Regions from separate parts of the Mus musculus genome. Here region 1 is linked to region 2. The links are chromatin contacts, called in public HiChIP or PLAC-seq maps. All regions are on one chromosome and are shown on one strand. The core of a region is the stretch at or near the end of the contact, and the rest is flanking DNA. Distances in the headings are between cores, read along the strand shown. Region 1 overlaps Parva (parvin, alpha). Region 2 holds the start of Micalcl (MICAL C-terminal like).

Evidence for each region. HiChIP or PLAC-seq counts read pairs in DNA pulled down with a chosen protein or histone mark.
Region 1: an HNF4G HiChIP or PLAC-seq map of pancreatic cancer cells shows a contact between it and region 2. The contact joins the enhancer-like site here to the promoter of Micalcl in region 2. A contact is called at or near these places in 3 of 484 Hi-C or Micro-C datasets (liver, nephron progenitors and uterus), 3 of 115 datasets of contacts at active chromatin or transcription factors (epiblast stem cells, pancreatic cancer cells and trophoblast stem cells) and 1 of 9 other capture datasets (adipose tissue).

The regions. Positions count from the first base shown.
Region 1 is chr7:112,441,920-112,446,577 of GRCm38.p6, forward strand. The region is part of intron 1 of Parva (parvin, alpha); the gene reads left to right. Among named protein-coding and RNA genes, the nearest start is that of Gm45998, 7.2 kb to the right of the region's middle. Within about 2 kb of position 2,907, at least 43 of the 459 cell types and tissues checked have an H3K27ac peak or open chromatin away from gene starts, as enhancers often do. A contact at or near this core is called in liver, pancreatic cancer cells and uterus, where this site is marked.
Region 2 is chr7:112,371,921-112,376,665 of GRCm38.p6, forward strand. Micalcl (MICAL C-terminal like) reads left to right here and starts at 2,937. Exons shown (of 10, transcript NM_001381862.1): 1 at 2,937-3,449; 2 at 4,095-4,169.

The DNA of each region.
Region 1 (4,658 bases), core at 1,657-4,156, 70 kb after region 2:
CTTTATTTGGTTAACAAGCATAGTTCATAATTACGTTTCAGCCATTAGTACCGGAGAAGAGATGGAGTCTTTCTGTGGACATTTGTGAGCACCTAAAACCTCTACTTGCGGTTGTAGATAAATAGCCAACGTTTAAAGCAGGCCACACAACAGACTCAATATTAAATTACCTTTAAAAGTAAAATACTTTTAAGAGCCAGGTGTAAACTTTTGTGCAGTGTCCAGTTTGTTGTGCAGCCTGAATCCAGTAAGAAATCCAGGTGAGGATTTCACCTGAGGACAAGAGCCCTGGATTTGAAGCTACCTAAGCCTGGGCCTTTGTCCCCACCAATCACAGTCCTCTGTTTCCCCTGCAGGTGCCAGGCAGGCAAGAGTTGTGTGTGTTCTGGTCACATTTATGTCCCAGGCGTCTGTCCCTGGTGTCTGTCATAGCGCAGAGTATCCCACACCCTCTCCATGATGTGTGTCTTAACTGGATCGGACCATCAGTAGGCAGCTTGTTCCCATCAAGGAAGGCCCCAATTTACCTCAAATTCCCTTGTAATCCTGGGTGACTTCTCTTGTTGCTGGATTCGATCTAGATCTCAACTTATGGTGTGTGTGTTTAGCTTGTGAAAATCCCTCCCTTTTCTCTCCCCAGGAATGTATCTTCTTTGTGGGAAGACATTCTCAGTGAGTCCTATTATGTGGCAGTCCTCTAGGAGCGGAGACCAAGTCCTAGGATATGTGCATAGTGAGTGTGTAGCATGAAGGAGGGGGCTGGCAAGGCTTCCTCTGAGTGGCTCTGTACACGTTCATGTGGGCACACTGAAATAAAGGACTGAGATGTAGTAGCTCACTGGCAAGACCAGGGGGCAGGAAGCAGTATAGGCAGACCAGACTCTCTAAGGTTCAGAATTATTTCAACCCAGCCCCCTCCCATCCTTTCTTGTCAGCCTCAACGTACTTTCACTGAAGTGCAAAGCTTAAGGAGCTGCAAATGAACCAGGAACAAGGCTACCACTCCTCAGCAAGAGTCCTGCCTATCAATCAATCGTGACAGCTAATTAGGTGGTGAGGCACCAGCCTGTAACCCCAGCTACCTGAGTCTCAAGTTCAGGTGCTACCTATCGTACTTTGAAAAACCCAGTCTTAAAATAAAATAGCAAGACTAGCCTGGTCGAGGACAGCCAGGGTTACATAGAGAAACCCTGTCTTCAAAAACAAAAACCAATAAGGAGGTGACCAAAGGGCCCATACAAACCATGGCAAAGCCCACGGGTGTCTGTAGGAAGTGGGGCAGCTTGGACTGCTGTTCCCTAAGCACTAATCACTGCCTTTTGAGATAGTGTCTCTTATTGGCCCAGAACTTGCCAAGAAGTCTAGGCTAGCAGGCCAGTGATCCCTAGGGACCTGCCTGTCTCCATCTCCCCTCCAAGGTTAGGATTCTAAGCACATACTATCATGCCATTTGGGCTTTTGCTGATATATGTGAGTTCTGGGGACTGAACTCACATCTTTGTGCTTGCGAGGAAGCACTTGACTGTGCCATCTCCTCCGCTTCCTTCTGTTGACAAGTGGGTTTTGCAGGTGACCTGCATCTGGGACAGAAGTTAATCATCAGATGGGTCACATCTGCTGTGGACCTGAGCCTGCTGGAGCACGTGTCTGTCACACCCCATACTTCAGGGAGTGTTTCTGGGGGTCACTTTGTAGCAGATGTAGCCACAGTACTTATTAACACCACTGCTCTCAGCTGTGCTGTGGCAAGCACAGTTCAGCTCTCTGCAGTCAGGAGTGACGCTCTGCACCAAGTATAGCTGAGGTGACCTGGAGGTGGCCACATTGGGCTGGCATGGGTTGTTTCTACCATGATGTGAATGCAGGTTGTGGGTACCCCATGACTCAGGAGGCTCAGTGTAGCAGGCTCCATGTTCCCCTCTCTCCATAACACCTTCATTGGTAGGATATTAACTCTGCTAATTGCAGAGTCCCCTGACTTCTTGATTCAGAATAGTGATTCTACAGTCAATGTTTGCCTTGGCTTGCATGACTATGGGGGCTGCAGGCAGAAGAGGAGGTAGAAGATGAGGCACTAAGGCAGCAGGTGTGGGCATTCTGAACAGAGACTCTGAACAGTATCTGTCACATGCCTTAGTTTTTCTATTACCATCTTTCTTGTTGCTGGGACAAAATACCTGGTGGAAGGAAGGAAGGAAGGAAGGAAGGAAGGAAGGGAGGGAGGGAGGGAGGGAGGGAGGAAGGAAGGAAGCTAGCTTAACTTGGCTCACAGTTCCAGGGTGCATTTATGGGAAAGAGGCCATGGCAGCAGGAGCATGAGCCAGCCAGCCATATCGCACCTGCAGGCAGGATGCAGAGGGAAACAATGCTGGTGCCCACTGCCTCCTTTTTATTTTGTCTTGGACCCTACCCCATGGGATGGTGCCACCCACAATCCAGGATGGCTCTTTGCTGTTCTGTAAAAACCTTTCTGGACACGTCTTCATAGATACACTCAGGGATGTGTTTCTATGGTGATCCTAAATCCAGTTAAGTTGACAGTCACGATTAACCGTCACGGCCTTGAATCAGAGAGACTTATGGGAATCCGGGGCACAGTCTCAGATGCAGGGTCCTGAGGAGAAAGGCCAGCAGGCTGGGCTCCTCACTGAGTAACAGCTTGAGCTGTTGATAACCACTACAGAATCACAATTTCACTGGCTCCATGAGGCCCCGAGAGGGTGTTCACAAAGGAGCCTCCAGCTTCTTGCCCTATTCACCCCGCTCCCTCGCACCTCAGGCTTGGAAATAAACAGTCCTCTCTGCTGGAAGGAATTTTCCTATTTACCATAAGGCTGAGTACACATACACACCCTTCCTGGCTCGCAGCCCTGGTGGAGCAGACCTGCAGATGACAGGTAGTTAATAGTGACAGCTGGGAGAAGCCTGGGCAGCAGGAGCTGACAGTTTTGAGGTTGTTTGCAAAACACAGGGGGAGGGTAACCCAGTTCCAATGTAAAGCAAGTCTGAGGGTGTAGCCCTTGTCAGGGAGCTGCAGCTGCGTCTTGGCTGAGGGTTGCAAGGCGTCCTGGTGGGCTCGGTAGCCCCTCCAGCGCCTGTCCAGTCTCCCGGAGGAAAAATGACGCCTCACCTGCTTTTCCTCACTCCCGTCATTATGGGAAATTGCAAGGCTCCCTGGTGACTCCGAAGGAGAAGATTGATTTGTTGCTTCTGATTGTCACTGTGCTAATGTGACAGGGTGATGGGCACCCAGATTCACGCCTAGTAATGGCCCTGCCAGAGGTGGATGTTAACACAATTGGGACCCGACACTTCAATAAATCGGGGACATTCTACCACAGAGATCAGAGTTCAGAATTGCTTAAATTGGTGTTGAAGCAGGTGGGGAAGAGGAGTCCAGGGGCCATGAATTTCATGGTTGGCAATTGACTTTCATTTTGGAAGGCCTGACTGTCAGCTTTTCCAGTCTATGACATCAATTGAAGTCATTTGGACTCCTGGCTACCTAGCCCTTTCAGGATTGCTGGTTCTGGGAATTGTGATTCATGGTGTTCTTGTGTGAAAAAAAAAAAATCTAACAGCCTCTTCTGAACCTCTGGGGTTGGAAGATTGTGTTTGATGGGGAGGATGGAGGGAGTGTGAATGACAGATTCCGCTCCTGCCTGGTGCGCTGATCCCTCCCAAGCCACCCTTCTTGCCCAGACCTCTTACCTTAGGGCCTCTTGCCTTAACTTGCAGGTTCATTAACCTGGGTGTCATGATACTGTCATGCAGTAGTACCTTGTCTTCACGTAGCTTCTCGTGAGGTGGGAATGCACATTTTAGGTCTCTGCTGGGAGTTGAAAGCCAGAGGAAAGACTGGTCCCTATAGAGGAATGGTAATTAAAAAAAAAAATCTATACTGAGATATAACCTAAAGGTGTTGTGTTTGCTGTTGTACAATCATTGCTATAAGTTGAAGATGTTTTCTCTGCCTGCTTCCCCATCCCTCTACCTCAGTCTACTCTTTATTTCCATGGATTTGCTTACTGTCCTGGATAGCTTTAAGATCAGCTTGACATAGATAGCCTCAGCTGAGGAATGGCCTGCATCATATTGGCCTGTGGGCATGACTGGAGAATTATCTTGATTGTTAATTGTTGTAGGAAGGTCCAGCCCATCATGGGCAGCATCATCCCTAGACAGGTGGTCCCCAACTATGTAAGAAAGCAAGCTGAGTATAACAGCCTACAAGCCACCTAGCAAACAATAAGGTACACAAAGTTCCTGTGTACTTCCGCTGTGAAGGGAGTTCCTTTGGCCAAGATGCTGTGTGGATTAGCAAGAAGGCTTGCCTTCCGGTTCCTGCCTTGACTTCTCTCAGTGATATACTGTGACCTGGAAGTGGAAGCTGAAATAAACCCTTTCTTCCCCTAAATTCTGGTCAGAGCGTTTGATTATAGCAACAGAAACTAGAACACTTGTTTTAGACATTGCTTCTATTTATACAATGCAACTTTCTGCATCTGATCTCTTAGCATACATAATATTGTCAAGGTGGCCACATATTAGCATGTGTCAGAATTTCATTTCTTTTTATGGCTGGGAAATGTTCATTTGGATAGATGTACTTACTCATCAGCTGGTGGACGAAGGTTGTTTTTGCTTTTGTTTTGTTT
Region 2 (4,745 bases), core at 1,687-4,186:
ACAGGGAGCAGGGGGAACACTGAGATAGACAACTTACAAGCAGGCAAGACTCTGGCTTGCCGTGGTGGGATGTCAGTCTCTGTGGTCTCCTGGCCCAGGTGCCTTTGAGCCTGTGGTGGGGCAGCACACCATGGTGGAGAAAACTGCTCACCTGGTGGCATCTCAGCAGTGAAAAGAAAACCAGAAAGGGGCAAAGATCCTCAAGGTCCTTCAAAGCTCCAAGCCCAGTGACCCAGCTTCCCTGCCCTAGACCCCGCCTCCTAAAGCTCCCACCGCCTTCCCCAGCATCACAGGCTAAGGACCAAGCTTTTCACACGCTAGCCCTTTAGGGACACTTAAAATCCAAAGCATGAGAACCCAGTTCAGTGGTGTCTATTAATCTTACGTCAAAGGCATGGTCCTAAATCTCTACCATCCCAGAGCCAGGCTCCGTGGGCTAGAGCAAGATCAAGTGTCTGCACTGGCACAAGAATCCCAAGTGCATCGATGCAGGTCAGCATGCCTGCGCTTTAGGCAGCACAGCAGGGCAGCTTGCTGGTGTGTGTGAATGAAGTGGCTCCAGCACCTGCCCAAGCCACTAAGCGAATATATCTAATTCATGGAGTTCGTGGACAGAAATCAGTACAACTAAGGAGGGCAATCTGTCCCCAAGTTGTGCCAGCCTAAACAAGTCAGTTCTTCTTCATCTTTGAGTGGTCATTTGACAACAGCTATAGAGAAGGAAGAACATTGCTAGTATGCAACAATGAAATCAGATCAATGACATCTGGCTAAATTCCTGCCCTCTACGCCTTTCCCCAAAACAGGTTGTGCACTGTGAGCTCCAACAGTGATCCTTTAAAATAACACAGAGTAGGGCCAGAGAGATAGCTCGGAAGGTAAGAGCACTTGCAGAGGATCCAGCCCTCAGATGGTGGCTCACAACTGCCTGTACTGCCAGCTCCAGGGACTATGACACATCTTCTGGACTCTGAGGGCACCAGGCATGCACATGGTACACAGGCATACATACAAGCAAATACTCATACACATTTTTAAAAACGAACATAAAACCTACATGCAAACATACTACTATGTAGTAGTACACACAGAGTGCAAGCTTGAGAGAAGGGACTCAGCTAAGCTTTGTGCTGTTTGACACTGCTCAATAAACCATTGCTGTAAACGTTACTTAGACATTTCTTTTGCCCGATGTGGGTATGCAAACCTGTATTCTCAGCACTTGATAAGCAGAGGGTGGAGGGTTGCTGCTAGCCTGAGGTCATCCTGGTCTACACAGCAAGATACAGGCCAGCCAGCGCTACATAGTGAGACCATATCAAACACAAAGGAAGAGAAAGAAAAAAGGGGCGGGGGGAGAGACAGAGACAGAGTCAGAAAGAGACAGACAGACAGACAGACAGATTCTTTTGCTGAAAAGTGCTGAATCCAGAGGGAGCAGGAAGATTGTAAGATCCAGAGAACTGGGATGTTTTCAATGAGATTGTGTTTCCTAGTCATGTCAGATGCTACATCCATGAAGTCTCACCAACATGACTACCTAAACGGAAGCCGAGTTAGGACATCCACATGCCAACGTGGGTGGGGGGAAAGCCCATGTGGACTCAACCCTACACAAAGAACTGGAGTCAACTAAGGCGTGCTGAGAGGGGAAGAAAGAGTGGGAAGAACACAAGACCCCATTGCCCTGAAAACACACATACGAGTAATATACAAACAGAGCAGGTTATATTTAGGAATGTGTGTGTGTGTGTGTGTGTGTGTGTGTGTAACAACAATTATTGGGGGAAAACCGAGGCCATGAATTTGAAAGAGAGCAAGGACAGGAACATGGGACAGTCCAGAGGGCGGAAAGGGAAGGGAGAGATGATGTGCTTATATTATAATCTCAAAATTAGGAGACCAATGCTGCTGCTCACTTGGGCCCACAGGCTGATACAGAGCAAGGAAACCCGGCCTTTCTACCTGAATTTGCTTCTGTCTTTGTCCAAGCTTTGGGCCAGACTCCTGAGTGTCAATCACTTCAGAAGCGTCTGTGTTGAACTAAGTGATACCCGCCCCATCTCTCCCACCTGCCAAGGTTGAAGGCATAAAGAAGAGAGTGATCCTGGCTTACTTTTAGCCCTTATAGAGTCCTGTTCCAGGCCCCCAAAGAAGTCTACAGGTTTCCAGTCACTGTTCTAACCTACAGTCACTCCTTAGATTTCAGAGCAGCAGAGCATGGCAAACGGTCACGGTGATGAGATCGCACACAGCCCACCCCCAGCCTCCATGATCATGAGAAGGGCGTGGCCTGTTCTCTCAAGCACTAAGATGTTTCTTCTAGTCACTGTGCAGAGCCAGAACAAAACACTGATTAACCAGCCCCACCTGGACTTTGTTCTCTTGCCTCCTGACCCAGATCTTTGTCTATTAAACCCAGAGCTCACATCAGCACTCCAGAGATGGGCTCAAATGCTTGCTTTGTGGTGTTTAAAATACTTAACCTGCATTTTCACAATGGCGTCTGCTCACTTTCTCTGGGAAAAGCTTGACATATGGGTAAAACACCATGGCCAGGACAAACTTAGAAAAGGATGGATTTATTTGGGCTTACGGTTCCAGAGGGATGAGAGTCCAGCATGGCACGGAGGCCTGACAGCAGGCGGCAAGCAGCGGTGGCGGCCAGAGCAAGAAGCTGGGAGCTCACCTCTCCAATAGCAAACACAAAGCAGAAAGTGAACGGGAAGAAGGGTGAGGCTATACATTCTCCGAGTCCAGCCCTCTCAGTGCCCAAGCATTCAAATACCTGAGCCTCCTGGGACATGTCTCGACCCAAGCTTCACAGAACCCATGGAGCCGGGCCTCTGACCTAGGACTCTTATTATATTATGACCTCACTATGGTGAAACTATGCCTACGTGGCCTATTACCACCAGTGGGGCACTTGAGCCATCAGTTCCACTATCCCACTGAGGTTAAAGCAGAGACCCTAAGGAGCTGAAGGTTCTGGTCCTGAGAAAGGAAACCCAGGTAGTGGCTGGCATGGCAGTGCTCAAGTCAGCTCACAGGGGTGGGATCTCACAGGGGTGGGATCTCACAGGGGTGGGCTGATGTCTAAGTGAGGTGAGAGAACATTCACTGGAGAGGTGTTGGATCCAAAGAGTTCTGTGTTCGAACCTTCCCTGTTCATTCTCCCACACCCAGACCCCTCCTGGGGGTCTCTTCCTCCCCCATACCTCCCAGTTCTACCTTCTGCCCCTCACATGTGCGCTCACGCCCCTCCTTTCTCTATGATGGAAGCACGGGGGCCCGTGCCTGAGAGCCCTGCACAGGAACAGGATGCAGCTGGATGCCACATCTGTTCTGAGGTTCGGGGCGGCCAGTGCCTGTGCTCAAGGCCCAGCCAGGCAGAGGGGAAGCACACAGGGCCCTGCAAAAGTGCTTCCGCAGGAACCCAACTTCCAGGAGTCAGTTCTCACTTTCTACTTTATTGGGGCAGGGTCTCTCCTGATGTTTCTATTCTCCCATCTCACTGTAGGACTACCGCCATTACAGACACATGCCTCTACAGCCAGGTTACTTTTTGAGATTGGAATCTAATTACAACATTTCTCCTTTTCTTTCCCTCCCTCCAGACTCTCCTAGACAGTTCTCCCTCCTCTACTTGAAATCATGGCCTTTTTCCTTAATTGCTATTGCATGCATATATGTATTTGTATCATACAGATATATTTCTAAAAATAACCTGTCTTGTTTATATAGTGTTACTAGTATGTGTCTCCAGGCCTGACCAGTTAGCACTGGGCAACTCATTAATGTGCCCTTTCCTGGGGAAGGCTTTCCTTCCTGCTCCCAGCATTTCATCTGGGTTGCAGGGAATCAAACCATCTCCCCAGCCTCCTATATAATTATTTTATGGACGTGTGTATGAATGAGTGAGTGAGTAAATGAATGAATGAATTAATGAATAATGGGAGGGGGGTCAGAGAAGTACACTATGATAAGAAGTGTCTCCGCCCATCCTAAGCATCTTCCTGCTAACTTTTGGTGAGTAAGCCATGGGAGACAAATTCCTCCCCTACACAGCTAATGGTCTCTTACTCCCTCCTCAGCTCTGCAGCGGGCCCATAGCCTCCAGTCTCCAACTCCAAGCAAATACCAGAACTGGAGAAGAAGATTCCAGTCCAGTGAGTCATGGGCAGGGGGAGGGGTGGGGGAGGGCAGTCTCGCTCATTCCTTACATGGTATCTTCTCTGGCCTAGCCTGGAATCCAAGGGCAAGGAAAACTGTTAGCTTGACTTGATTTCCACTGCTGGCTGTAATCATTGCCGAGGGATTTGGGAACTCTCCATTCCTCTCCCTCTACTCGGAAATCCCAGCACCTTAAGATTCTGTAGTTTCACAGAGCTGTAGCAGCTATGAGCTCCAAGTTTGAAATGAGAAAGGGAAACTGAGAGACGGGTGCTTGGTTCTGTCCCAGAAACTGGACTAGATCCCAACCCCACCCCACCTCTGCTTTTGGTTCTATGCCATTGTGACCAAGGCAAGAAGATAGCAGCTTGCACTAGAATATAAGTGTGTGTGTGTGTGTGTGTGTGTGTGTGTGTGTGTGTGAGAGAGAGAGAGAGAGAGAGAGAGAGAGAGAGAGAGTTTATTTCTTCTCCAGATCTTGGCCCCGGGTGAGTTTCAGAGCTCCCACAAGAGGAACAGTGTCTACAGTGACCATGCACACACAGTCACACAGCAAACAGAATTCCTCCAGG